Regions from separate parts of the Mus musculus genome. Here regions 1, 2, 3, 4, 6 and 7 are each linked to region 5. The links are chromatin contacts, called in public Hi-C, HiChIP or PLAC-seq and promoter capture Hi-C maps. All regions are on one chromosome and are shown on one strand. The core of a region is the stretch at or near the end of the contact, and the rest is flanking DNA. Distances in the headings are between cores, read along the strand shown. Region 1 overlaps D930007P13Rik (Riken cDNA D930007P13 gene). Region 2 holds the start of D930007P13Rik (Riken cDNA D930007P13 gene). Region 3 has its middle 10 kb from the start of Sp7. Region 4 has its middle 9.1 kb from the start of Gm30528. Region 5 holds the start of Cistr (chondrogenesis associated transcript). Region 6 has its middle 2.9 kb from the start of Gm28876. Region 7 holds the start of Espl1 (extra spindle pole bodies 1, separase).

The links. Promoter capture Hi-C pulls out the DNA fragments that hold promoters and counts their contacts. A called contact is a pair of places that touch in the nucleus more often than the background predicts. HiChIP or PLAC-seq counts read pairs in DNA pulled down with a chosen protein or histone mark.
Region 1: a Hi-C map of the C2C12 cell line shows a contact between it and region 5, with 2.0 times the contacts expected there. The contact joins the enhancer-like site here to the promoter of Cistr in region 5. A contact is called at or near these places in 4 of 15 datasets of contacts at CTCF or cohesin (the NIH/3T3 cell line, embryonic stem cells and pro-B cells), 18 of 484 Hi-C or Micro-C datasets (the AML12 cell line, the C2C12 cell line, the G1E-ER4 cell line and 11 more), 10 of 115 datasets of contacts at active chromatin or transcription factors (embryonic forebrain, embryonic hindbrain, embryonic midbrain and 6 more) and 1 of 9 other capture datasets (embryonic stem cells).
Region 2: an H3K4me3 HiChIP or PLAC-seq map of forebrain shows a contact between it and region 5, with 5 times the contacts expected there. The contact joins the promoter of D930007P13Rik here to the promoter of Cistr in region 5. A contact is called at or near these places in 16 of 39 promoter capture datasets (the 3T3-L1 cell line, 3T3-L1-derived adipocytes, the HPC-7 cell line and 11 more), 3 of 15 datasets of contacts at CTCF or cohesin (the NIH/3T3 cell line and large pre-B cells), 2 of 484 Hi-C or Micro-C datasets (both in embryonic stem cells) and 13 of 115 datasets of contacts at active chromatin or transcription factors (CD8 T cells, embryonic basal ganglia, embryonic forebrain and 8 more).
Region 3: a Hi-C map of pro-B cells shows a contact between it and region 5, with 4 times the contacts expected there. The contact joins the enhancer-like site here to the promoter of Cistr in region 5. A contact is called at or near these places in 1 of 39 promoter capture datasets (pre-B cells) and 3 of 484 Hi-C or Micro-C datasets (embryonic stem cells and pro-B cells).
Region 4: an H3K4me3 HiChIP or PLAC-seq map of embryonic limb bud shows a contact between it and region 5, with 5 times the contacts expected there. The contact joins the enhancer-like site here to the promoter of Cistr in region 5. A contact is called at or near these places in 1 of 15 datasets of contacts at CTCF or cohesin (the NIH/3T3 cell line), 1 of 484 Hi-C or Micro-C datasets (nephron progenitors) and 5 of 115 datasets of contacts at active chromatin or transcription factors (SST interneurons, astrocytes, embryonic limb bud and 2 more).
Region 6: a contact with region 5 is called in an H3K4me3 HiChIP or PLAC-seq map of stem cell-derived neural progenitor cells, with 3 times the contacts expected there. The contact joins the enhancer-like site here to the promoter of Cistr in region 5. A contact is called at or near these places in 1 of 15 datasets of contacts at CTCF or cohesin (the NIH/3T3 cell line), 1 of 484 Hi-C or Micro-C datasets (cerebral cortex) and 7 of 115 datasets of contacts at active chromatin or transcription factors (SST interneurons, embryonic hindbrain, embryonic stem cells and 3 more).
Region 7: a contact with region 5 is called in a promoter capture Hi-C map of pre-B cells, with 2.7 times the contacts expected there. The contact joins the promoter of Espl1 here to the promoter of Cistr in region 5.

What each region holds. Positions count from the first base shown.
Region 1 is chr15:103,126,931-103,130,120 of GRCm38.p6, reverse strand. D930007P13Rik (Riken cDNA D930007P13 gene) reads left to right here. Exons shown (of 7, transcript NR_045743.1): 4 at 3,083-3,162. Among named protein-coding and RNA genes, the nearest start is that of D930007P13Rik, 18 kb to the left of the region's middle. Within about 2 kb of position 1,925, at least 26 of the 459 cell types and tissues checked have an H3K27ac peak or open chromatin away from gene starts, as enhancers often do. A contact at or near this core is called in the C2C12 cell line, the G1E-ER4 cell line, the NIH/3T3 cell line and 1 more, where this site is marked.
Region 2 is chr15:103,145,327-103,148,913 of GRCm38.p6, reverse strand. It overlaps D930007P13Rik (Riken cDNA D930007P13 gene), which reads left to right and starts at 2,086. Exons shown (of 7, transcript NR_045743.1): 1 at 2,086-2,600; 2 at 3,314-3,399.
Region 3 is chr15:102,374,776-102,378,163 of GRCm38.p6, reverse strand. No RefSeq gene overlaps it. Among named protein-coding and RNA genes, the nearest start is that of Sp7, 10 kb to the right of the region's middle. Within about 2 kb of position 1,848, at least 222 of the 459 cell types and tissues checked have an H3K27ac peak or open chromatin away from gene starts, as enhancers often do. A contact at or near this core is called in pre-B cells and pro-B cells, where this site is marked.
Region 4 is chr15:103,067,899-103,071,399 of GRCm38.p6, reverse strand. No RefSeq gene overlaps it. Among named protein-coding and RNA genes, the nearest start is that of Gm30528, 9.1 kb to the right of the region's middle. Within about 2 kb of position 2,064, at least 47 of the 459 cell types and tissues checked have an H3K27ac peak or open chromatin away from gene starts, as enhancers often do.
Region 5 is chr15:102,744,869-102,748,334 of GRCm38.p6, reverse strand. Cistr (chondrogenesis associated transcript) reads left to right here and starts at 1,426. Exons shown (of 1, transcript NR_104334.1): 1 at 1,426-1,894. It also overlaps a transcript of Gm36560 not described here.
Region 6 is chr15:103,105,650-103,108,965 of GRCm38.p6, reverse strand. No RefSeq gene overlaps it. Among named protein-coding and RNA genes, the nearest start is that of Gm28876, 2.9 kb to the right of the region's middle. Within about 2 kb of position 1,950, at least 3 of the 459 cell types and tissues checked have an H3K27ac peak or open chromatin away from gene starts, as enhancers often do.
Region 7 is chr15:102,294,952-102,298,119 of GRCm38.p6, reverse strand. Espl1 (extra spindle pole bodies 1, separase) reads right to left here and starts at 1,827. Exons shown (of 31, transcript NM_001014976.2): 1 at 1,705-1,827; 2 at 1,271-1,360. The coding sequence starts at 1,351.

The DNA.
Region 1 (3,190 bases), core at 676-3,175, 380 kb before region 5:
TACCATGAGGTGCTGGGGCCTCCCTGTTCTGAGATTCTGTGTATCCATGGTGGTAAGACTAGAGACAGGCCCAGCGGCAGACTGACACACAGCCACTTCCTAGAGGGAAGGTTAAGTGGTAAGCCATGGATGGTGTTGAAATTGAGTTGGGCGGGTTATAGATCCAGAGAAAGTAGGTGAGTGTGAATTCTAGGCATATCCGCATGAAATGAGGACACTTTCTTATTGCTTATATTTTCAATTTATTTATATTTAAAAGGTTGAGAACTAAACTAGGCTTGGTGGTGCATGCCTTTAATTCCAGCACTTGGGAAGCAGAGGCAGGGGGAGCTCTGTGAATTTGAGGTCACTTTGATCTACATACTGAGTTCCAGGACAGCTAGGACTATGTAGAGTATTGCAAAAAGCAGACAGACAAAAGGGGGAGCTTAACACACAGAGTACTACAAGACTCCACTATTTGAGGTTTGTCTGGTCCTCTCAATCCCCTCGTGTGGGCTCTATTCTGTTTCTCTTCCCCTTGACAACTGCTGGGGGAGAATCTGCCCTTCCATCCCTTAGAACCAGCCCTGTGACTTGGCATCAGGCCTTCTCAGGTCCCCACTGGGATGCCGGGGCTGCAGAAGCTTGGCAAGTTTCCAGTGGGCGCCCCTGGTGAGGTCTGCTGCTGCTGCTACCTCAGGGACCGGAGTTTCCCATCACCCTGGGTTCCCATACTTCTGTCTTCCGGCCCACAGCCAAGATATCCTGCCTTCCATCCCCGACCCTGACCTCTGGAGCCCTTCTTAGCCTGAGAACAGGCTCCTTGTTTTATCACCCTACTCTGAGAATACTGAGGCTGGAATTCTAAGAGACCAGAAAAACTCTTCCAAAGTGTGAAGAAGGGGGAGGGCTCCTGAGTGAATGAGACCCCCATCCTACATTTCTGCTTCTGACTAGCCCTCATTTTCCCACATCACCCCTGGGAGAGGAGTTGGTGGAGGCTGCAGAGAGTACCCCCAAACTTCTGAGCTTCACATACCTTACCGACAGGAGATGTTCCTTGCAGGGAGCTGAAGGGGAGTCAGTACCTGTGCAAGGCACCCTAGGGTCCTGTCCCTTACATCTCCCACTCTCTTGTGGTCCCTAAGGATCTTGGATATATCCAGAGACCAAGGAGCGGCTGCCCCTCAGTCCTGCTCTAGAGAGAAGAAGAGAAAGGCCATGGGAAAATCCCTGGGAAAAAAAAAGTTAAGGAAGGGTGGTGGCTCCCTCCTCCCAGCAGCCTAATAAAATCCACCTTTGAAGACAGGCAGAAGAACCCAGGGGGTGAAGTTGAGGGCAGAGGAGGGTCTGTGGTTGCTGGGGGCTGAAATTGCTCTTAGTGAGTCCTGGCAAGATCCCAAAAAGGAAAATGCCAGGGCTCTGTAAGTAAAGTTTGGCTGTGAGCATGAATATCAGAGAATCTCATCTTGAGTAGGTGTGAGGGCCCCAGAGGCTGGAGCTGAGTCACACATTTCTTACTTTATGAGATATTTGCTTACAGGAGACCCAGAGAGGGAAAAGATCCAGGCTGAGTCACACAGCATTTGTGTGTTCCTCATTGTTGGCTGGGCCTGGCTTTCTCCTGCTTTCTCTCTTTTCCTTCATATAAATTTAAAAATACTTCTGTTCTCCACTCTCAGCAAACACTATGCTTATTCCAAACACTCTTCCTCCTCAATAGTTACCTGTGAACTTTGACCTCAGGAATCCACTTTGGGGAGGGCACTTGGAGAAAACAAGATAGATCTCCTTAACTCTCCCAAGGGCTTGCAGGTGGCCTGCTAAATTGCCCCTTCAAAGGAAAATTAAAGCAATGTGTGTTTTATGGAGTGCTGTTTTGGGCTGTAGCTAGGGTGGAGTTACAGGCTCAGGACTGAGGCATGTCGGGGTGAGATACCTGGACCAGCAGAGCCCAACATGTCTGCTTCACTCCCTGGTACCCCACTTCCTGTCAGAGTAGACAAGCCCAAAGAACCTACCCCAGGAACTACTTCCTGTAGTATTTTTTTCTCTCACAAGGAAGCCCTGGGAAGCACATGTCCCCTCTGGGGCCCCACCTCTTGGATTTCTGAGACCACATTGCCAGGGTCTAAGCCTGGGATCTGTAACACCCCAGGGTATTTTTCTGACAGGCTGCCAGTGTAGAGAAAAGAGGACCCCTCTGTTTAGGCTCCAGGCCATCTTGCTCTTGGCCCTGCAGTGTTTCCTTCTGACAGTCAAACTAATTTTTTGTTTCTTTTCCTTTTTCTTTTTCTCTCTATTTTTGGCTTTGCGACAGGGGTTCATTTAACCCATGATGGTTTGGAATTTGATATGTAGCCAAGGATGTTCTGGAATTTCTGACTCCTACCTTTACTTCCTGAGTGCTGGGAATACATGCTTATATCGCCACACCCATCTTATAACGTGGTGAGGATTGAACCCAGGGCTTTGGGCATTTTAGGCCAACACTTTACCAACTCTTCAGCTCCTAGGTCCCCGTTTGTTGTGGGATTCAGAGTGAGTCATTTTGTTTTCCTTTTCGTTCTTTATTTCCAGGGAGGTCTTTTTGAAAAGAGGATCTAAAGTAATCATTCCTAATAGAATGCTCGTGGCAGAGGAAGCCCCAGTCTGCTTGTTATGGTTTTAATATGAAATATTTCCCCACAGGCTTGCATGTGGAACCAATTGGTCCCCAGCTGGGGGCGCTGTTTTAGGGTGTGATGGAAACATTAGGAGGTGGAGCTTAGATGGAGGAAGGCAACTGGGGCATACCTCTGGAGGGTCCTGTTCCTGGTTTCCATAAGCTGAGTAACTCTGTCCTCTACATCATCACAGCTATGATGCTCTGCTCCACTGGACACAGTGTTGCCCAGGCCATAGTTAAAGGCCTGAAACTGTGAGCAGAGACATGGCCTTTGAAGTTGTTCCTCAAGTCATTGTCTCAGTGACAGAAAACCCAACACTACCCCAGATGAATTCTTCATTGTTCAACTAAGGGCAAGGGCATGTCTCAGGGAAAGAGCCTGGGTAAAAGAAAATCTAGGTTCTGATTCTGACCCAAGTCTCTTCTTTTTAGGCCTTATTTTTCCCATGTGTAAGACATGGAGCTGGAATCCGTGAACTTCAAAGGTCCTTTAGAGGTGGCTGAAAGCCTAGGTAAATGAGTGCAGGACAATGATAATAG
Region 2 (3,587 bases), core at 837-3,336, 400 kb before region 5:
TGAGTTCAAATCCCAGCAACCACATGGTGGCTCACAACAATCTGCAATGAGACTGGATGCCCTCTTCAGGTGTGTCTGAAGACAGCTACAGTGTAGTTATATATAATAAATAAATAAATCTCTTTTTTTTGTTTGTTTTTGTTTGTTTTTCAAGACAGGGTATCTCTGTGTAGATCTTGGCTCTCCTGGAACTCACTCTGTCGACCAGGCTGGCCTCGAACTCAGAAATCCACCTGCCTCTGCCTCCCAACTGCTGGGATCAAAGGCGTGCGCCACCACTGCCCGGCTAAATAAATAAATCTTAAAAACAAACAAGCAAACAAACAACAACAACAACAACAAATGGTACTGGAAAGGCAGCTTGGTCATAGTTGAGGCCAAGAGCTAGTAGCAGAGTGGGAAAAAGAATAGAGATTAGAGCTTGTGGCCTATCTCAAACCAACTTTCAGCTCTCCTAGTGTTCCTATTTAGAATGCCAGTCCCTCTCCTTCCCTCCGATATTTCCCCAGAGAAGTAAATTCAACTGGAGCATGAGACATTGAGGTTAGACACATGGATCGACTGCCCAGCAATGGCCATCAGATGATGCAGAAATAAGTTGCTTAGGGGGAAACCAATTGCTTTTCTTTTCAGAAGCCTGATTGTCAGCCTGCCTGAACCTACACTTTAGCAGACAAGGTTGAATTAGCCTGTGTGTGAGGATACTTTCTCTTCTCTGATTGGGCCCTCATGCTCTCAGATACAATGCAAGCAGGTCAGCTGCAATAGAATCTCCCCCACCCCCACCCCCCCGTACATTTTGCCTGTTCTTCTGTCCCCACAGCCCCGCTCAGATCCTCAAGTCTCCGGGCCCTGCTCGCAGAAGGGATGGCGGAGAGCCCAGAATGGTCCTCTGCGGGGACCTGTGCCAAGCCAGGTTGCCATTTCCATTTTCATTAATTGAAGTGGCGTAATCCTGATCATCTCAGGTCAACAGTTAACTGTTGCTGGCTGGGAGCCTGTGGAGAACTGCCTATGCAGGACGTGCTCTCCTCCCTAACCTTAACCCTTGACCCTAACCTCCACGGTGCTGACTTCTTAGCTAGCTCCCCACCTCACACACATGGCCAACCTCACCTCTTGGGATTCCAGTTTCTATCCTCTCAGGAAGGCCCTCCTGGTGTCTATCTGCTATCCCGCTTGTTGTAATTGGGACTCAATTTTCTTTCTTTGTTCGGTTTAAAAAACATCCTTACAAATGCAGTTGCCTCTTGAAGCTTCCTGTGCTGTGGTTTGGGAGGACAGTATGTCGCTGAACAAAAGGTTTTGTTTTCCAACCCTGAATAGGCAAAGCAAATAGGTGGTGGTCTGGCTGAGTGTAAGAGTGAACACAGGCTTCCCTTCTTACTCAGCTTTGGGGAGGGTCTCTGCCTTACCCTATGAGGGTCATGCTTTGGCATCCTTTCTGCCCATGCTTGGCAGTGTCGCTTTGTGAGTGTCATTACCCCGGGAGAGGTCAGGTGATGTTTTGTCTTGCAGCATGAGTGTGTTAATACACATTTGTGTACTTCTGTGGTTCTAGGGACCATATTTGTTTGCCATTCTTAATCTTCCAGATGGACACTGGTATAAGTGAGTGTAGCCAATTTTTGCTGCTGCTATGTCTTTGTGCGTCTTCAGGATGTGTGTGTGTGTGTTCGTGCGTAGCCTCTTAGTTTTCAGTCTTCATAGGCTGATGTCTTTCTGAGTGTCCTCTGGCCGGGTTCAGAAGGGAGGGAGAGAAGCGTCGGAGGCAAAGGATTGGGCAGGAGGGGGTGCGTGGCAATCTGTGACTCGGAAAACAGACGTGCAGCGCGTGCGGGGCGGAGGCGGGGGCACTCTGGCCCCCAGCTCCTCCGCAATCCAATTAAATAACATTTAAATGCATAACCAGCCCGCGCGCCGATGAGGCTGGAGATTGGAGCGGGCGCGGCGGCGGGCTGCGCGGGCGGCGTTTTGTGGAGCTCAGCGATTCTGGCGGCAATTTCCCCGCGCCGCGCGGCTTTTACGAGCCCGCTCCCGGCGCCCGCCCGCTCCGCTGAGCCCGCCGCCTCCGCCCGCCTCAGTCTGCCTCCGCCCGCGCAGCCCGGCAGCGTGTGGTCCTGCTGCCCGCGCCGCCCCGCCTGTTCCTCTTCGGAGCTGTCCTGGGCTCCTTACTTCCAAAGCCTACCTACCTTAATCCTTTGGACAGAGCGCCCAGCCCTCAGTGCATTGCTGCTTTTCACCTGCTGGCTGCATCCACCTCTGACCTGGACCCCTTTTGGCCTGTGCAATTCCGCTCTATCTCTGGGTCACTGGCTCTGCACAGCTTGTGTTTCTCTCTGCCTCAGTTTACTCTCTTAGGCCTCCTGTGCCCTTTACCTTGAGCCCTTCCCTTTCCTCTTCAAGCCTACATCCTAGCACCAGAGTAAGAGGCTTGAAGGAGAGGCAGAAGGTGGTGGTAACAAGTGCATGGTTGGAAGAGGTGGCTTCTTCTCTGTATCCTTTCAGCATAGAAAGGACCGGCCTGTTCATTCAGGACCATCAGACGGCTCCTGTCCAGAAGTCCTGAGATTGATAGATGTGGGTCCATCAGCCCTGAGGTTAGTATGAAAGGGGCCACTTGCTGAAGAACCAAGAGCAGCCCCACCCCGAGATCCCTGATCTTCTGAAGACAGAATCCCAGGAAGACAGAAAGCAAGACAAGCCATTTCATGTCTTGTGTGGTACCCGACTCCCCTGTTTCATCTTCCCGTTCCCTCCCTTGCATATCTGTGTTCTGCCCCCCAACATATGGAACCTGGCATTTACCATATGCTGACGACCCAGGCAGATTTAGGGAAGATCTTTCCTGGCAGACAAACAGCAAGGGGAAACCCTCCTGCGAGCAGTCTGGCATGCTGGAGGAATGGCATTGAGGCCGGTATGGCTGGAGCAGGGAAAATAAGGAAGGGAATGAGCTGTGGCTTCTAAGAGGTCACAGAAAGCTAATCACGATCATGTGGGGACTAATGAGTCACAGCTAAACTTGCACTTCCACTCTGAATGGACAGGGAGCCATTGGAGAGTCAGGGCCTGAGAGTGATATGCATACTCCCCTTGACTACTCAATGCTGTCATGTTGAGAATGCAGTGGGAAACAAGGACGTCCAAGAGTGCACTGTAGCAGCAAGGAGAGAGTGGGGCCTGGATGAATGTTGCAGAGTCAGCTCGGGGTGGGGGTGGGGGGTGGTTGCGGTGAGTCAGATGGGAACCGTGGAAGCAGCATCATCAAGGAAAAACTAAGAGGTTTTTGTGTTGTTTTGTTTCCTACCAGTGACCAGAACATGGAACTTGTCATTACCTGGTATCATGGAATACCAAGGAGCTGGCATCAGGAGACATGCTTTGGACACATTTAGTGTGAGATGCCTGCTAAAGATCCAAGTAGAGGAGGCTCATGGGTCTTAGTTTCCTGTGAAGACTAGGCTGGCGATAGAGATTTAGGAGTCCTCAGTGATACTGGGTGTGATCCTTCAGGGGTCCAAAGACAAGAGCACAGATACTTCAATATTGCAACAGAATGGAAAAAAAAAAAAAACTGCTGAGGA
Region 3 (3,388 bases), core at 599-3,098, 370 kb after region 5:
TGTGTCGCCACGAATGCCCATGAGTGTATGACTGTGGCATGTGGTGTGTGCCTATGTCAGTCTGTGTGTCAGGGCAGGGGCTCCCTGTGGTGTGCAAATGTGTTGGGAGGGGGGTGATGGGGAGAGCCTGGCTCCTTTGCTTCCACCCCCATCCCTGCTCCCATCTGGCCTTGATCAGTGGGTCCCTGGGGAGGGAGCCGCGGTTTCGGATACAGGAAAATGTTCCAGGAAGCGGCCACTGTGCTGAACCCGGCTTGGGCTCCCCCAGCGGAAATTGTTACAGGAAGGAGGAGGGGAGGGAGTGTTGCGATAGGATTAAGGATGGAGGAGGGTGGCTCTTGGCTCCTCTCTGGATGGGATAAAGCTGAATAAGTTGATGGGAATCTCAGGTCAGCCAGGATCCTGGATGCTACCACCTCAATCATTTAATGCAAAACTGGGAACTTGGAAAATAGGGTCCCTTTCCCTTTTTATTCTCTCGAATCCTTTTTATAGTTCTATTACCTACCATGAATGCCAGCTGGGACCAGGATACCTGGGTATTGCCTGAAAATGACTTGGCTTGGTGAGGGGCTAAAGAGTCAGCCCCTCTCCTCTCCGCATTGAAGGGGCTTTGAAGCTCATGTCCAGGACTGGGAGGGATGCCTAATTGGGATAATGGAGGTTAATGGGGCGCCTGGAGGGGGTGGCCACGCTTCTAGATCAAAGAAGCCAGCTCTTCCCAACCACCACAGCTGGAGGTCACAGCTGGAGGGGGAGGGGCAGGGACTCAGAGCCAGCCAGCAGGGGGTGCTCTGGCCTCGGAATGCTTGTCCTCTGGCGTCTCAGGCTCCTTCTTCGATCTGCTTTTGCCCGAGAACGCTTATCCTGAGGTTCTGAGTCCTCTTTTTTGGGTGCTGGGGAAGAGGGAAAGGTCAACAGGATGTCAACTTCCTCAGGTTGTTGCAGGGTCCCAAAGCACTAGCTTTAGATCCAGTTTGGAGAAAGCCAAGGCTGGGAGGCTAAGTTTATAAGGGAGGCAGAGAAAGACCCGACTTGGCATTGGGGGTGTTGGCTAGGATGGAGGCCAAGGGGCACCAGCGCTTCCCCGCCATCGCCCCCCTCCCCGGGGTTGGCGCTCCCTCTCGGGCTCTAATCGGCGCGGCGGCCGCAGCGGGCAGAGTCAGCGCCGCCAGTCTCCGGGACGCGACTCCCAGCAATTGTGGTCGGGACCGCAGATATGCAGCTGCCTCCTGCCCGGGCGCCTGGCCCGGCCGGCCCCGCCTGCGCCCCGCCCCGCCCCCAGCCGGCCCGCCCCTTGCCTGCCAGCAGCACCGGGACACTGAGGCATGCAAGAGGTCCCAGGTGGCCAGCGTAAGCGGTGGAGATGCCCCAGCCCAGACCTCACTATGTTCATTGTCCCTCTGCCCGCTCTGTTTCTCAGCTTTAGCTGGAGGCTTATACTTTCACTGTACGCCTTGCTTCGAGCCTCCTCTTGGAAAAAGTCGAACAGTGCTTTGATGCTTTGAAATGCAGGGGAGGGGAGGGATGTCTGACTGAGATGGAGGAGGAGGGTGGAGATGGGCGCGATGGCGGACTCTCATTGACAAGGGCAGCGGGGAAAGTTTCTAAGTAGAGGAGAAAAGGACGGAATGGGAGAAGCAGGGGCGAGTGTCAAAGGGTAGGAAAATAGTTCTTTAGAGGCACCCCAGCCATTCAGGGGCTTCCTGCTAGAATGCTGAGAGAAAACGCTCAGATACTGCACTGGCCCCTTCCTCAATGCTGAGCAGAGCCACTGACTATCCAGAGCTATTCTCAGCACTGAACTTTAAAACCTGCATGCCTGCTCATTTTTCCTGTGAGGCTGGCTCTCCTTTCCACCCCGTACACTTTGACCTCTGGCTTGGTGTGATGACACCAATTGCCATCCTCATCTCCAGTTTTGTCCTCCAGCAACCTGTGATGAACTAACACGTATCATGTATGAAGCAAGTACTAAGCGGTGGATACTGTTTATAGTTAAGGGATAGAGGTGTAGTCCAGTGGTAGTTATAAGTGTAGTCTGGTAGTAGTTATAAGTGTAGTCTGGTAGTAGTTATAGGTGTAGTTTAGTTATATTATAGGTGTAGTCCAGTGGTAGTTATAGGTGTAGTTTAGTGGTAGAGCGCTTATGTAGTTTGTGTGAGACCCTGTGATTGATGTCTAGCATCGAGTGGGTGGTCCAGCATACATTTCTAATTTTTGTGGGTTTTAAAAAATTAGCCAGGCCGTAGTGGCCCATACCTTTAGCCCCAGAGCTCAAAGGCAGAGGCAGGAAGATCTCTGTGAGTTTGAAGCCAACCTGGTCTACAGAGTGAGTTCCAGGACAGCCAGGGCTCACAGTGAAACCCTTTCTCAAAAAACCAAATAAACCAAATTGCTTTTGAGTGTGTGTGTGTGTGTGTGTGTGTGTGTATGTGTGTGTGTGTCACAATGCATATGTGGTGGAGGTCAGGAGTCAGTGCTATCCTTTTACCTTGTAGGTCACAGGGATAGAATTCAGGTCCCCTGGCACGATGGCAGGTATCTTTACCCACTGAGCACTGTGCACAGTTTCAAATCATTATAACAACCTTGAGAGATGACTGTCTTGTTTCTCCTTTCTACAGAAGAGGAATCCTAGGTTAAACAGTTTGCCCAAGCTTGCACCATACTAAATGGCTGACAGACACAGAACTGTCGGGCTCTAAGACCCCCTTTCATGCTCATCTTTGCAGCCAGGGCTATCTTTTTAATATACAAACATTTCTATATGTTGTCCTGGGGATTAAGGTCACATACCTTGCATAGCTGATGAGACATTTCCCACCCCCACTTTCTCTCTCATGTTCTGGGGTGGAACTCCTGGGATCTATGCTTGTGAAACACTCTACCACTGTCTACAGAATCCAACCCCCACATCCCCTTTGTGTGTGTGGCAGAGCTTCACTAAATTGCCTATGCTGGCCGTGGGCTCTTGAGTAGCCCGCAGTCTCTGGAGTAGCTGGGAATACAGGCCCATTCCACGAGGCCTGGTTCAGCCTTCACCCTATGCTCCAGTCATATGCACAGAGGTGCTAACTCTTCTTACCCTGGAACAATGTGCATTTGCAATATTTCTATTTTGTTGTTGTTTTCTTGGAGGACGGAATGTCGGGATATAGCTGCCTGACCTGGAATTCACAATTCTCTTGCCTTTCTGCCTTCTGTCCCAATTGTCGTAATTGCCAGTGTGTTCAACCTCACCCCGCCAGACCAAGTCTTATTTTTATTGAGCCTTGAGCCTTCCTTCCTTCCTTCCTTCCTTCTTCCCTTCCTTCCTTCCTTCCTTCCTTCCTTCCTTCCTTCCTTCCTTCATACCTCCCTCGTCTCCTTCCATTTTCTTCCTTCT
Region 4 (3,501 bases), core at 815-3,314, 320 kb before region 5:
GTTGAGGATTCTGATCGTTCCTCTGGGGTTCTTTATTCATCCATTTGTACGAGCACATATTCTATGCCAGACACTGAGCATGGCACTGGACAGCACAGCAGACAATGTATGTGAAGTTAATCCAAAGACACAGAGTCATTGCCAAGGCCTCTTGCTGACACCTGCTCTGGATACAGTGTCAATAGTGGCACAAATGACCTACAAGACTGAATTACACTGATACTACTAGCTGAATCTTCAGTCTGGGGCTGTGGATGTATCCACATGCCAAACCCTCTCTCTGTACCTCTTTCTGGGAGCTGGGCTTGAACAGGCCATAGGAAACAAAGTTGCTCATGGCCTAAGCCTCCACCCCAGATCTCCCTGGAACTGATACAGAAACTAAGATGCTGGAGTTAGAAACTCACATTGTACCCCAGAAGAAAAGAACCTCCTATAGGACAACCATCCTGACTTGAGTAGCAAACACTTGTTTCAGAGAAGATAGAACTTCAGATTTCCTGGTGACAGGAATCCCTACCTGCCTGACTACCTAAGACAAAGTTAGCCACCTGGGTGAACAGGCACTGTAGAGAAAGTGGCTGTGTTTCATGGCAAGACCCTACATTAAGGTGGTAATGTTGGGCTATGGCGGAGGAAGGATTGGGTTTAGACAGAAGCAAGCACTTCTGACTGTCAGCGAGTGGTTGTGGAGGCCATCGGGAGCTGCTCAGGCACTGTGTTCCAGGAGGAAGGAGTAGTGATAAGATTATCTATGAATTGAAAAGGATTTGGGGACTCCATCATATTGTAAAGCCAGTGATGACTGAGGAGGAAGCCAGAGAGAAGCCAATCATCTACATGGACAGGGACCAAGTATCTGGAGCCCCCTGGCTGGCATAATGTCTCACACGGAGCTGTGTGGAGAGTCTCACTAAAGCCTTCCCTTGAGCCATGGTGAAAGCTCTAAGCTTTGGTGCCTGCTACTCATCAGGAACCAACCAAATATTTTGGTGAGTGGATGGATGTGGACAAATATTTACAAGCAGGTGTTATACTTATTCATCTGAGGGGTAAAATATAGCAGCATGCCAGGTATATGGCTGAACAAACCCCAGTTAGCAGGTTAGATGGAAGCGATCCTGGAAATAAGCTACGATTCTGAGCAATGGAATAGATCATGTGGTGGCTTGGGAGCATGTAGTTATAGGAGCTGCTTCAAAGCTACACAGAAAGTGGCTCCACACTGTGGGACTTGGATGCTCTTCTTCAACCTCCAGCTGTATTTCAACTCTCAGAACCAGCAGCTTCTGGGGAAGGGGGAACTGATCAGTCAGCCCCTGGACCCAGCCCAAAGCAGATACGTAAAACATAGTGGTTTGAAGAAACTTATGAGTCAGGGTCAAATGCTAACCCAGCCATCAGCTGGAGTGGGTCTGTAGGTGTGGAATGCACTTCCCTGGGTCTGATTCTTCATCTCTAAAACTAGGGGTGCCAGTGAATGGAGAAGAATTATCTGTAAGGTGTTTGCTGCCTATGACAATCTGGCTCAGGCTGACTTTCAACTCCTTATTTTCCTGCCTCAGCCTCCTGAGTGCCAGGGTTACTTGAGTACTTATCCATGCTGGGGAGACTATTTTCCAGCTCTTGAGAGTCTCTCTACCTTCTTCCCCCCCCAACCCCCCACTGCTATTGCTTTCAGCCTCTCCTCTGCCTCTCTGCCTCTCAGCCTCTCTGCCCCAAGAGGCTTTGGGGCTGTTTCTTCCCCTCTGCTCCAGTTGGTTTTCTTCCCAGAGCTCCCTGTTTTCTGAGCATTTTCCTTTCTCTCCTGAGCCTCTCCAGCACCGAGGATGTGGAGGCTGGGAACTGGGAGCTCTTGAGGACTTCTTTCTATGTTCCTGCAGCTTGCAGTGCCCGCCCCTGCCCAGTGCAACCGGCTCATAACCGTTGCGGCACTGTGCCCTGGGCAGGGCTAATGCGATCTGGAAAGACCCTGGCGGGCGGCGGGCAGTCTGGCCTGAGCGTCCTGGGCCGTGCTGATGGATGGTCCCCTGACAGTAATCGCAGAATGAGGACTTGCTGGCGACGCTCTCGCCCGAGGCCCCGCTGTTTGGCCAGCCCAGGAGTCCCTCCCTTGCCCCTCCTCCTAACTCCCAGGCGTTCTCAGATCTCTGGGTTTAGGAGTGCCTCCTGCTTCCAGGCTAGGTCAATCTAGCCCCTCCTTGCCCTCTCGCTCAAGATTCTGACCTCTGTTTTGTAATCTTCCTTGGATCCACTCATAATCTGTAATTCTGAACGAACTACTTAATCTTCCCCAACCTCAGTTTCCCCTTTTGCGCAATGAGAAATAGTGGTTATTTATAGCTTGAGTGGAGAATATTGAGAACACAGGAGAAAATGCTGAGAAAAATCGTCACTCTCCCTGAAGAATTGACTTTTATTTGTAGTTTACAGTGCTCAGAATAATCTGAGCTAAATATATGAGGACGAGTGGGTATTTACACAGTAGTTGCTTCTATGCATACATGCTCATCATACTTTTAGACTAAACAGATACACTAGAAAACAAGAGAGCAATATCGGTAGTGCTTCGACACCTCAGAGCAACACTGGGTACAGGTTTTCCTCAGTAGGACTCCTTATTTTATTGAGGCCCACCTACTAGACTCTCAGTCTGAACTCAGTGTTGAGACCCTCAGCATCCATAAGGCAAGGAGGAGCTAAAAAGGAGGATCCACTTTGGGGAGGTATTCTGGGATCATTCCCCAGCAACTGTCAAATTGCTTAGGTTTGAAGTTCTCCCATTCCTCCACCCCAGGGGAGCCCCCCTTGGGCACCACCCTTGGGGAGTGGAGAGACTGGGAGATCCAGACCAATTACACTTTGGAGAGCACACCAGACGCCTGCTCATTCTCTTTTAACCTTTCCCTCTCCTCAGAACCAAATTGAGTTAGTCTTGAGTTTTGATTTAATTCCCCAAATGGAGTCCTAATCTGCTTAGTGTCCTTTTTCCAAGTCATGGGTTTGAAGTGTGTGTGGTGAGGTAATGAAAGAGCAGCTCTGTGGCTTCTGCAAAATTCACACACTCATGTCCCAAATGCCAAAGAACAAGAGACACCGTGGCCCTGGGGGGAGGGGTGACGGTGACCTCAGCATGGCCCTGAGGTGGTGCTGGTAATAATAACCTCAGCAAATATTTATTGGGCAGGACTGAGCTGAACACTCTATATGCACTCTGCTCATTGAATTCTCACGAGTGCCTTCCAAGTCAGTGTCCCTCACATCCCCAATTTAGAGATGAAAAAAACTGAGGCTCAGACTGAGCCTTGAGCCTGAGGCTTCTTAGTTGTTACACTGTATCCCAGAGCTGTTTAGTAACTGACAGAACCTATGTTTGAAACTACAGTTAGATAGCAGATCTGTGTTCTTAACTACTTCATCCTGTGACCCTGGGCAAGACATATAGCTTCAAGGTGCTCAGTTCCTTCGCTTTCCAAACACTGATAATAACCAGAAAGAAGA
Region 5 (3,466 bases), core at 177-2,676:
TGTCCTGTGGTATCTGGGGTTTTTGTTTTGTTTTGTTTTGTTTTATTATTGTTGTTTGGTTTGGTTTTTTGTTTTGTTTTGTTTTGTTTTGAGACAGGGTCTTACTATGTAGCTTTGGCTAGCCTGTGTGTAACTCCCTGCCCTAGAAACCATAGAGTGTTGCGTGCCTCTGCCTCCGGAGTCCTGGGATTAAAAGTATGTGCCACAGTACCTCTCGTTGGCCTCTGGGTTTTAATTTGCTCAGTCCTGTGTACTGATCTGCGTTGTGTCCTTTGTTCTGTGAGTCCGTCCAATCGGAGCTTTGGTGCAGGTGTTCAGTTGCTCATGTGAAATTCCCTTGAGGCCTATTACATCTGAGTTTACCAGTCCTTTGCTCAGAATTTTAGGTTACAGAGACAGGAGCAGACTGAGGAGGAACACGGAGACTAAAGAGGGCTAATATTGATTGAGTGAATACTAGGTGCCAAGGTCGCTACCTTCATCATCCCCCGCGCTATTTCTCACAACTGTCTCACAAAGCACTAAAATTACTTCCCACCCTTCACAGGGTATCAAGGCCAGGTAAGAGGCCACACGTGAGGGACAAGGCAAGACCTAAGGTCATCAATAGCCAGCCTGAGGAATCTTGGCTAAGACTTACGCGCCTGCAAAATATGCTTGCAGTTTAGCTAAAAGGTGGGGAAGAGAAAGAAAGCTAAACCACTCGGTCGGTTCTTAAGTCCAGAACAGCCTTGTTAATGGCTAAGGACAAAGCCGCACCTAAACCTTCGGGTCTAAGTGCCTTGGGAGGAACCCTGGCAGGAGACGAGGGCGGGAGGGAGGCTGGCAGGCTGCTACATCAGCGGGCAGAGAAATGGCGAATACCCGGAGCGAGACCGAGGCATCAGGCCACAGGGCCCACTAAGGGCGGATGACTGCGTCCAACAGTCCTCGTCGATGTATGAAAAGGGACCCGCGGGGAAGAGAGATCCTGTAGAGAAGATGGGGAGACTGCGGCAGACAGGGTGTGGGTTCGAGGCAAGGGGAGGGCGAGAGCAGAACCCCTCCTCTGAGCTGTGGGACGAGGCCCGCGCGCAGAGGAGGGCAGACCCTAAAGAGCAGGCGGGTGCGGGCGGAGACCTTCAGCTCAAGGACACCGAGCCAGGCGGGGTGGAGTGAGCAGCGGCCCTGAGAAGCCGACAAGCGCCCAGCGCTCAGCTCCAGGGCAGAGTGTCTCGGCCGCCCCCGCGCGCCCTCCCAGCCCGGGCCGCGCGCGCCCGGCGCTGGCATGAAATTGGCTGCAGCCGTAATGAGTCCGCGCGGCGCGGAGGAGGCTGAGGGCCCGCCAGGGAGCCCTGTGCGCCTCGTTTAGCTTGTTTATTGTTCAGGCCTAATTAAAACGTTCCACCGCTCTGCGTTTACATCCGCCCCCCGCTAATGAATTCGCGGCCGCCGGGCGATTTCGGAAACTGCCGCGGGCCGGAAGGGGGTGGGTAGGAGGCGGCCGAGCTGGGGAGGGAGCGAGGGTGAGGACGCCCCCGCACGCATCTCTTCCACCACCCCAGGAGGCTGCAGACGTCCCGCGATTGGCTCCGAAGTCGATGTCTGCTTCCCCAGCCGCAGCGCCCCAAACTGGGACAGGCATTTGGAGGCGATGGAGATCTGGTCATAGCCAGGGGAAGGAAAGCCAGGAGCCAGAGTAGGACCGGTGCGCCCAAGGCCCTGATGCTAGTGAAGGCCTACGCGCATGAGCGCACCTGCCCCGGGAAGCGCGTCCACGCAGCATCTGTGCGCGCTATTGTCATGTCGGTCTCCCTCTGGCTATTTCTCCCCAGCAGTGATAGTCTGAGCCGGGCTTGCAATACTTCTGGTCTTCCTAGCTGTAACTGTTTGCCAGTTTTGCTGTCTGCCTCCTTGTCACGACCTCAGAGAGGGCAGATGGAGCCAGTGGAGAGAGAGAGAAAGAAGGCTCCATTCCAGCCCCGCTGCTCCTGCAGACACCAGCACGCACACTCAGGCACACATCGCCTGTGAATTCACTTCTCACGATGCCTTCCGCCGCATGTAGCCAAATGAAATACTCAGAAAGCAATGGAAATATTACTCACACACGACCACGTGGAAATACACAAATGAACAAACACGCTCAGACATAGCTGAATGCCAGTCGCACACAGATGGAAAGACAGGAGCCTGGGGCATAAAGCCACATGGCACAAAGCTACTTGGATATGTATGCCCCTACACACACACACACACACACACACACACAACTGCACACCTATCCAGAAAATTGTGCACAAGTGCCATCTAACACATGTCAGTGTGCCTTCCAGAAGGCCCCAGTTCCTCTTAGAAATGGGATCACCCAGCCTGCCTCTTGAACCTGCCTCCATTCTATCTATTCCAGTTCTTTGTACCCAGCCAAAAAGAAAAAAAGCTGTTCGCTGCGCTCACAATTTGTCCACCCTCCTCAGAATGGCCATAGAGAAGTACTTGTCATTCTGTTTCATGCACTATTGGGTTTCTTCTTCCACACCCCACTCCTAACTCTGCTCTTCCAGACAGCTTTCTCACATGAACTCGCTAGCTCTCCTTATACATTTACCCTAGTCATTTACCATTTTCAGTCTGATATATCTAGGGGATCACCAAGTTACTTGCACTTGAGTGTGCTCTACACCAACATGGACGGGGTTATGAGCCACCCTTGGTGGGGATGGATAATCAGGACAGGGCAGTTCTTGACTATCTGATGCCACACTGGGGTGTGAGCGCTCTATGTTTAACAGGCAGAAGACTGGAATCTCCAGCGGCAGCTGCAAGGTCTCCTGTCACATCCGACAAGGTTCTTCAAAATGGCTTTTCAGAGCTATGTGGAAGGAGGGGGCACATGCACACACATACACACACATGGTGTCTTTCCACATTCACCTTGTACTTAACTGGAAATATTATTCCCTGGCTGGGCCTTCACCTTATTCTCCAGCCGTGGTTCCTAACAACACTTGACTGTTTTCAGAATTTAGATCCACCCCTAAAGGATACAAATTTGCCTCTGGTGAGAGACTGCTCAGAGCTACACTGCAGGCTTTAAGGCGATCCCCAAAGAGGAATTGCCAGGAATGACCCAGCGACCGCAGCAGTGTAAGTGCTACTTAGAATGAGATGGCACGGCCCGGAATAGATGGGCTCTCTGAACAAAAAAGAAAAGCAAGGTCACCCTAAAATAATAGTAAATAAATAAATCTTTACCTCCCCAACACACTGCTGGTTGATTCATTCCATCCCACTCCCAGTGGCGTGTGGCCCGTGCCAGCTCCCAAATCTGTCCCCTTTACAACTCCAGCCTTTAGAAGCCTCCCTCCCTCACACAAGCGGTTAGCTGCTCGTTCCCTATCTCCTCTCTTTCTGTTTCCTATCAATTACTCTTTTTTCAATACCCTCTCCCCTGCACTCTCTTGGGGGTTTTCTTGGTCCTCCACTG
Region 6 (3,316 bases), core at 701-3,200, 360 kb before region 5:
AGAGAAGGCTACATCTTCTGGCCTGTCTACCGTCCCTGAAGCTGTATAGAAGCCCAGGACAGAAAAGGTATGTGACATAGAGATATTTTGTAGCCTTGGACTGGATAAAAGCAAATTTGGAGGGAACACGGGATTAACATAGTGCAGAACCCAAGGATCCCAAGGAGAGGGTACAAAGGTCCAAGCGAGAAGGGGAAGACTATGGGTGGATGTAGAGTGTCTGTGTCCATCTGGAAGGGGAGGGAAGAGGAAGGCAGCAGTGAAAAGAAAAGAAGAAATTAAAATGAAGGCCCTGAGCCTGCTAAAGACTGCCAGATTAATACAAAGGGTGGGAGAAGCACTGTGTGGGCTGAGAAGGGCTAGCAGGCAGTGGCCGCCCAAGGGAAGAGCCCCAGAGAGACAGTCTGTCTTTAGGAAAGGTGGGGAGGAAGGCAGGCAGGAGAGGAGCTGCATAGGAAGGCCCTGCCCACTGGGCCGCACGGAGGGTGAAGACTGGACCTGCTTCTCTCTCTTCTGGTTCCAAGCCAGGGTTTTAGCCCCCACCAGCCTCCCTGAGCCCAGGGCTAAGGCTGACAGGACTGCAGCTTCTCTGGGCCCTGGGTAGATTTGAATAATTAAGTCATCTGGATTCTTATGATTTACCATTTTCAATGATAAATAGACAGCGCCCAAGCCAGCCAGTTGGCAAAACTCTGGCTGCTAGTTATAATCTGTCAAGCTGCCAGCAGATTCATGTTTTATGCTAATGGAGAGAGGCTCATTGACTAGGGGTGGCTGCGACCGGGTCAGCTCTTTCCTCAGGCACCCCAGAGGTCGAGAGGTCGGAGAAGAAGGGTTGAGGCTGATATGGATTTTCTGTAAGGGTCAGTGTAATTTTGTAATAATTCAGCAGTGCACACAAACTGGCACACAGAGGGTCACGTATGCAGAGATATGTTCAGGCCTCATACACCCACATCACCCTCCACGTACTGGCAGTTGGACCTGTACAGGCCTTTGGGCTTGGGGCGGGCACCTAAGATAGGACTGGGTCCACTTGTCCACCTCTGCAACCATCTTGAACACGCACACCCTGTGTTCACCTTCAGAGGTGCAATTATACCAAGATAAACTTATAGATATATTCGTCAGCCTGGAGAAACGGATGACATCACCCCCACACTCATGTGCCTGCACTGTGACGGAACAGTCTGCATTACAAAGCTGAGAGGTAACCAGGACCTCCATTCCTTTTCCACCCATTCCATACCCTTTACTTCAGGGCATGAAAGCGCCAAGTCCCGGAAAAAGCAGCGGGCTGTGTGTCACCCTGCCGACTAGGGTGGCAGGGACAGATCTGAGAAGACATGAGAGCCCGACACCTGACAAATGCAAAGACTGCCGTGAAAATCAGTTGACAGACACCAAATTTGTCTTTTTTTTCCCCATCTGTTTATTTGTGTATCTATCCACAACACACGGAGGTCTCAGGGTGGCAAAGATCTTCCTATCCTCGAGGCACTCCGAGGTAAAGGCGGTGCTTTGCCTGTGATGAATACTGAAGAAAATATTAACAGAGCAGACAGCTGCAGCTACTGGCCTGAAAAATGGGCCAAATTGCTCATTTTCCCTCCTAGGTCTCCACCTCAACAAATGTGGATATCATTGCTGGCTTGAGGGGTCTAAGAACAGGTCTAGGTCTGGGTGAAGACCTCCTGCTCCTGGATGTGGAAATCCTGGCCTTTGGTGTGATAGGATATGCTAATTCCAGACCAAATTAAAAGAGCCTGGCCTCTCTTCTGACCCCCAGGTGCCCTCGCGACAGATCAATGTGTGCAGGGAAAACGGAGAAGAAGGCAGCTGCCCTTCTGCTGAGAAGAGAATTTGAATTTTCATTGACTATGAGCAGGACTGGAAGCTGCAGGTCCTTCCTCCCGGCAGCTTTGAGGCTGACAGGAACAGGGCACAGGGAGAGATGAGCAGAGCGGGGTTAAACATTCATTTTCCAGGTCCGAGGAGGGGCGAGGACAAACCACACACAAAACAGAACTGCGAGGAGCTCAAAGGAGGTGGGAAGCCACTCAGCTTCGCTCCTCATGGCTGTTCAGCCTGCTGAGGTCCTGAGTCCTTCAAAGCAGATGAGGGATGAGGAAGTGAGTGTGGGCTCATCCTTTCCACAGTCACCTGGATTGAGCCTTTCTTGGGGGGTTGGTGTAGACAATGAGGGGAATCCACATTCTGATGTTCAGGGGTCAGAGTCTGCTAGGCTAGTGGGAAACACAACCTCCCAAACACACAAAGAATAGGGAAATGTGCTTTTCGTTTTTAGAAAGTTTAAGGTTTTAATTTGTGATACTGACCCTCATCCCCAGAGAGCAGTAACCTTGGGGACACCAGCACCTCTCTCCCAGAAACAGGGATGGAGTGGAAATGGAAAATGCAGAATTGTCTACAGTGAGTTAAGGCTATAAAGGTCAAAGTCACAACTGGTACCCTGCCCCTGGTTAGCAAATCCCCGGGCTTCTCACTTAGGGCCTCTTCTTTGAATCCCTGTATTTGCATCCTCATTATAAACTCCAGACAGAGGCAGAGTGTATGCCAGCCAGCCTCAGGGTCTCAGAGCAGGGCCTGCTGGGATACAAAAATCAAGAGTCCTGGCTCAGCATAGACAAAGGGGGAAAGAACACCAGGAAAAAAAAACAAAAAACAAAAACAAAGGCGGGGGGTGGGGGGGTGGGAGGAGAGGGAGGAGGAGGAGAGGAGAGGGAGGGGGAGGATTGGAGGAAAGAAGAGGGGCAACGTTATAGGAAGTGCTGGACAGAGGCCTCTTTGAAGAGGGTACTGTGAAGATTTTACTGAACCAGCTTACCTCTCTAGCTGTTGAGTTGGGGGATTTCTCAGCCAATGATCAAGGGTTACACTGCTCTTGGAAGACCTGACCCAATGACTTATCCCATCCCACTTTGGGGGAAACAAAGGAGATGTACTTTTATCTTATTTTTGTAGTGCTGAGGATTGAACCCCAGGACCTCACAAGTACTCTCACACACACAAATGTACAAATGAACCTGAATCATACACATAGACATATATTATATACACACAAAGAAACCTGAGTCACAACACGGAGAAGGGGATAGCTCAGTGGGACAGCACCTGCCTAGCATGCATGAGATATTGGGTTTGAGCCTCAACACCAAAACAAACAAAACAAACCTTGAATCTAATTGGGCAGTTTCCACAGGAGCACTGAGGACAAGGCATAGGTAATGTAGTACAGGCCCAACAGGCAACAAATACCAAGTTGATTCTTCTCCAAGCAGAGTCTAGAGTCATT
Region 7 (3,168 bases), core at 578-3,077, 450 kb after region 5:
CACAGGTTCTCATGTATCTCTCTCCAAGTTACGGCAAAACACAAGCCAGGCTTGGTGACACAGGCCTGTGTGAAGGCAAAAAGACAGAAGAAAAGTTCAAGAGCTTCCTGGGCTTGAGCGAATGAGCACTGTCTCAAAATAAAAAAGTGAAAACAGGCCGGGCAGTGGTGGCTCAGGCCTTTAATCCCAGCACTTGAGAGGCAGAGGCAGGTGGATTTCTGAGTTCGAGCGAGGCCAGCCTCATCTACATAGTGACTTACAGGACAGCCAGGGGCTATGTAGAGAGACCCTGTCTCAGAAATCTTTAAACATATATATAATATTTAGATAATATATAGCTTACATATTTCATACTATATATTATATATGCTTGTATATAACATATGAAGACATAGATGATATGTTATTTTTAAAAGTGAAAACAGATATAGAGATATAGCTCCGTGGTGAAATATTTTCCTGAATGCATGAGATCCTGAGTTCAATCCCCAGTATGGAAAAAAAAAATTTTTTTTAATTAAAAATTAGAGGGCTGGTGAGATGACTCAGTGGTTAAGAGCGCCAACTGCTCTTCCAAAGGTCCTGAGTTCAAATCCCAGCAACTACATGGTGGCTTCACAACCATCCCTAACGAAATTTGATGCCCTCTTCTGGAGTGTCTAAAGACAGCTACAGTGTACTTACATATAATAAATAAATGAATAAATAAATAAATAAAATTAGAATGTAAAATTTACTATAAGGAGAATGATAAAACGTAAACAAAAACCGATGTATAACTCTCCCAAACGGAGAACATAAACCAGAGTGTCCTTAGGAGATGATCACATTAGTAGCCCTAGGGGAAAAAAAAATTTTTTTTTTCAAAGACAGGGTTTCTCTGTGTAGCCCTGGCTGTCCTGGAACTCACTCTATAGACCAGGCTGGCTTCGAACTCAGAAATTCACCTGCCTGTGCCTCTCAAGTGCTGGGATTAAAGACATGTGCCACCATTGCCCGGCGGAAAAATAATTTTTTAAATAAAAATAAAAACAATAAATAAAAAGGAAAAGGAAGCCGGGCGTGGTGGCGCAAGCCTTTAATCCCAGCGCTAGGGAGGCAGAGACAGGTGGATTTCTGAGTTCGAGGCCAGCCTGGACTACAAAGTAAGTTCCAGGACAGCCAGAGCTATACAGAGAAACTCTGTCTCGGAAAAAAAGAAAAAAGGAAAAGGAAAAAAACACAGATAATCTCAGAAACTAGGTGTGTCCTGAGCCATAAAGGGTCCCACCTTCAAGTCAGGCAGCAGCTGCTGGGTCTCCTCCTTGCTGCAGAGCAGAGTGGCGAAGTTGACTCCTTTGAAGTTCCTCATGGCAAAAGTCTAGATACAACGAAATGGTTTGTAGAAGCCTGCGAAGGGTTGTAATGGAAATAACTGGAGGAAAGAAGGGATTGAAAGTTGTAGGAGGATTCAAAGGATGAAGCAGGCAAAGAATCCCACCAGAAATCCTATGCGGGGAGAGGCCGATATAAACTGGGCTCCCGTTACAAACTGACAAGTCCACTGTTCCTTCCTCCAGGACGCTCCTTGTCCTCAGTGTCCCACCAGGCCACCGCAGGGGTCTCCACAGGGTCCTGGGCGCCGAGCACACCCTTTCGGGGGCCGCCGAGCCTCCGCAGAAACGCCCCGTTTCTTCCCAGGTCAGCAATGGGAATGTCACTTACCGCGGCTTGAGCGCGCGCTCACCAGACCCTCCGTGCCTTAATTCCCTCGAAGCTGCCGTTCCTCACCGGCCTAGCAGCGTCCTCCAGCCCGAGCTCCACCAAGCACCGGGTGGGCACGCTTCGTTTTCCGCGCCAGCACCTCCTTTCAAATATCCCTAGTGACCAATCAGCGAGAAAGCGTAACGCAGGCCGGCCGCGTGGCGCTCTGGGAGTTGTAGTTTATCTGCCGCGCTGTCTGTCACGTGTTCCTGGAGGGGCGGGTACAACTCTGGACCGGAAAGACTCTGGGACACAGTCTCCTTCTTCAACCTCAGTCAATTACAGTCATTTCGCAGTTGGGTGGTCAATCACTAAGTCTTTCTTGCCTTTATTCCCTGAGCTCAGGCAGGATTTTAAATTTCAAGAGAATTAAAATAAGAAACCCACATGGCTTGCTTTGCGTTACTAGGAAAGAAAAGGTGTAATAGCCTTTGATGTATTTTTTTGTTTTTATTTTTGTTTTTTGAGACTGGTTCTCACTACGTGATCCTAGCTGTCCTGGAACTTGCTAAATAGACCAGGCTGGCCTCTAAGAGAGATCCACCTGCCTAATGCTGGGGTTGAAGGTGTACACCACCACACAGGGTCTTTGGGATTCTTTAAAACTCTGACTTTGTGGAGAGGGACACTGAAAAGGGTGCAGGGACAACCTCCGGGTTCTCCTAGGTTCTCCTCCCTCCCAAGTTTGGATTCCAGCCTACATCTTACATGGGTTGTATAAGAAAGGCTATAGAGTTGAGTGAAGAGTAAAGGGAAGAATTCATTGTGAACGTTCACAGTCTTTTGTTTTGTTTGTTTTTTGAAACAGGGTTCAAAATACTGAGCGTAGGGATTTCTGAGTTCCAGGACAGCCAGGGCTACACAGAGAAGCCCTGTCTCAGGAAAAATCAAAAGAAAGAAAGAAAGAAAGAAAGAAAGAAAGAGAGAGAGAGAGAGAGAGAGAGAGAGAGAGAGAGAGAGAAAGAAAGAAAGAGGGAGGGAGGGAGGGAGGGAGGGAGGAAGGAAGGAAGAAAAAGAAAGGGGGAGACATAGGAAGGGGAGGGAATAAGAGAAAAAACTGACATCTCCCCCACTAGAAAATTTCAGCGTGGGAATGGCAATATTTAATGCAGACACTAACAATGCCGAGCTTTTTTCTCAAGTCAGGGGCATAAGGAAGAAGCAGCCATCCTGGAAATTGACCACCTTTATCTCCTAGCCATGGCCCCTCTCCCTTATCTGCCTGCCTACCAAGTAGTCTAACTCCTGCTCTCTCAGATGCACTATAAAGTCAAGGGTGGTACCAAACATCACCCACCACCAGAGGGTAGGGAATACTTACTAAGGAGGCTGAGGAGCTAAAAAAGCTTAAAGTTCAAAGGCAGCCTGGGTTGTCTAGTGAGACCTCGTCTCAAAATCAAAACAAAACAAAAAATCTTTTTAAAA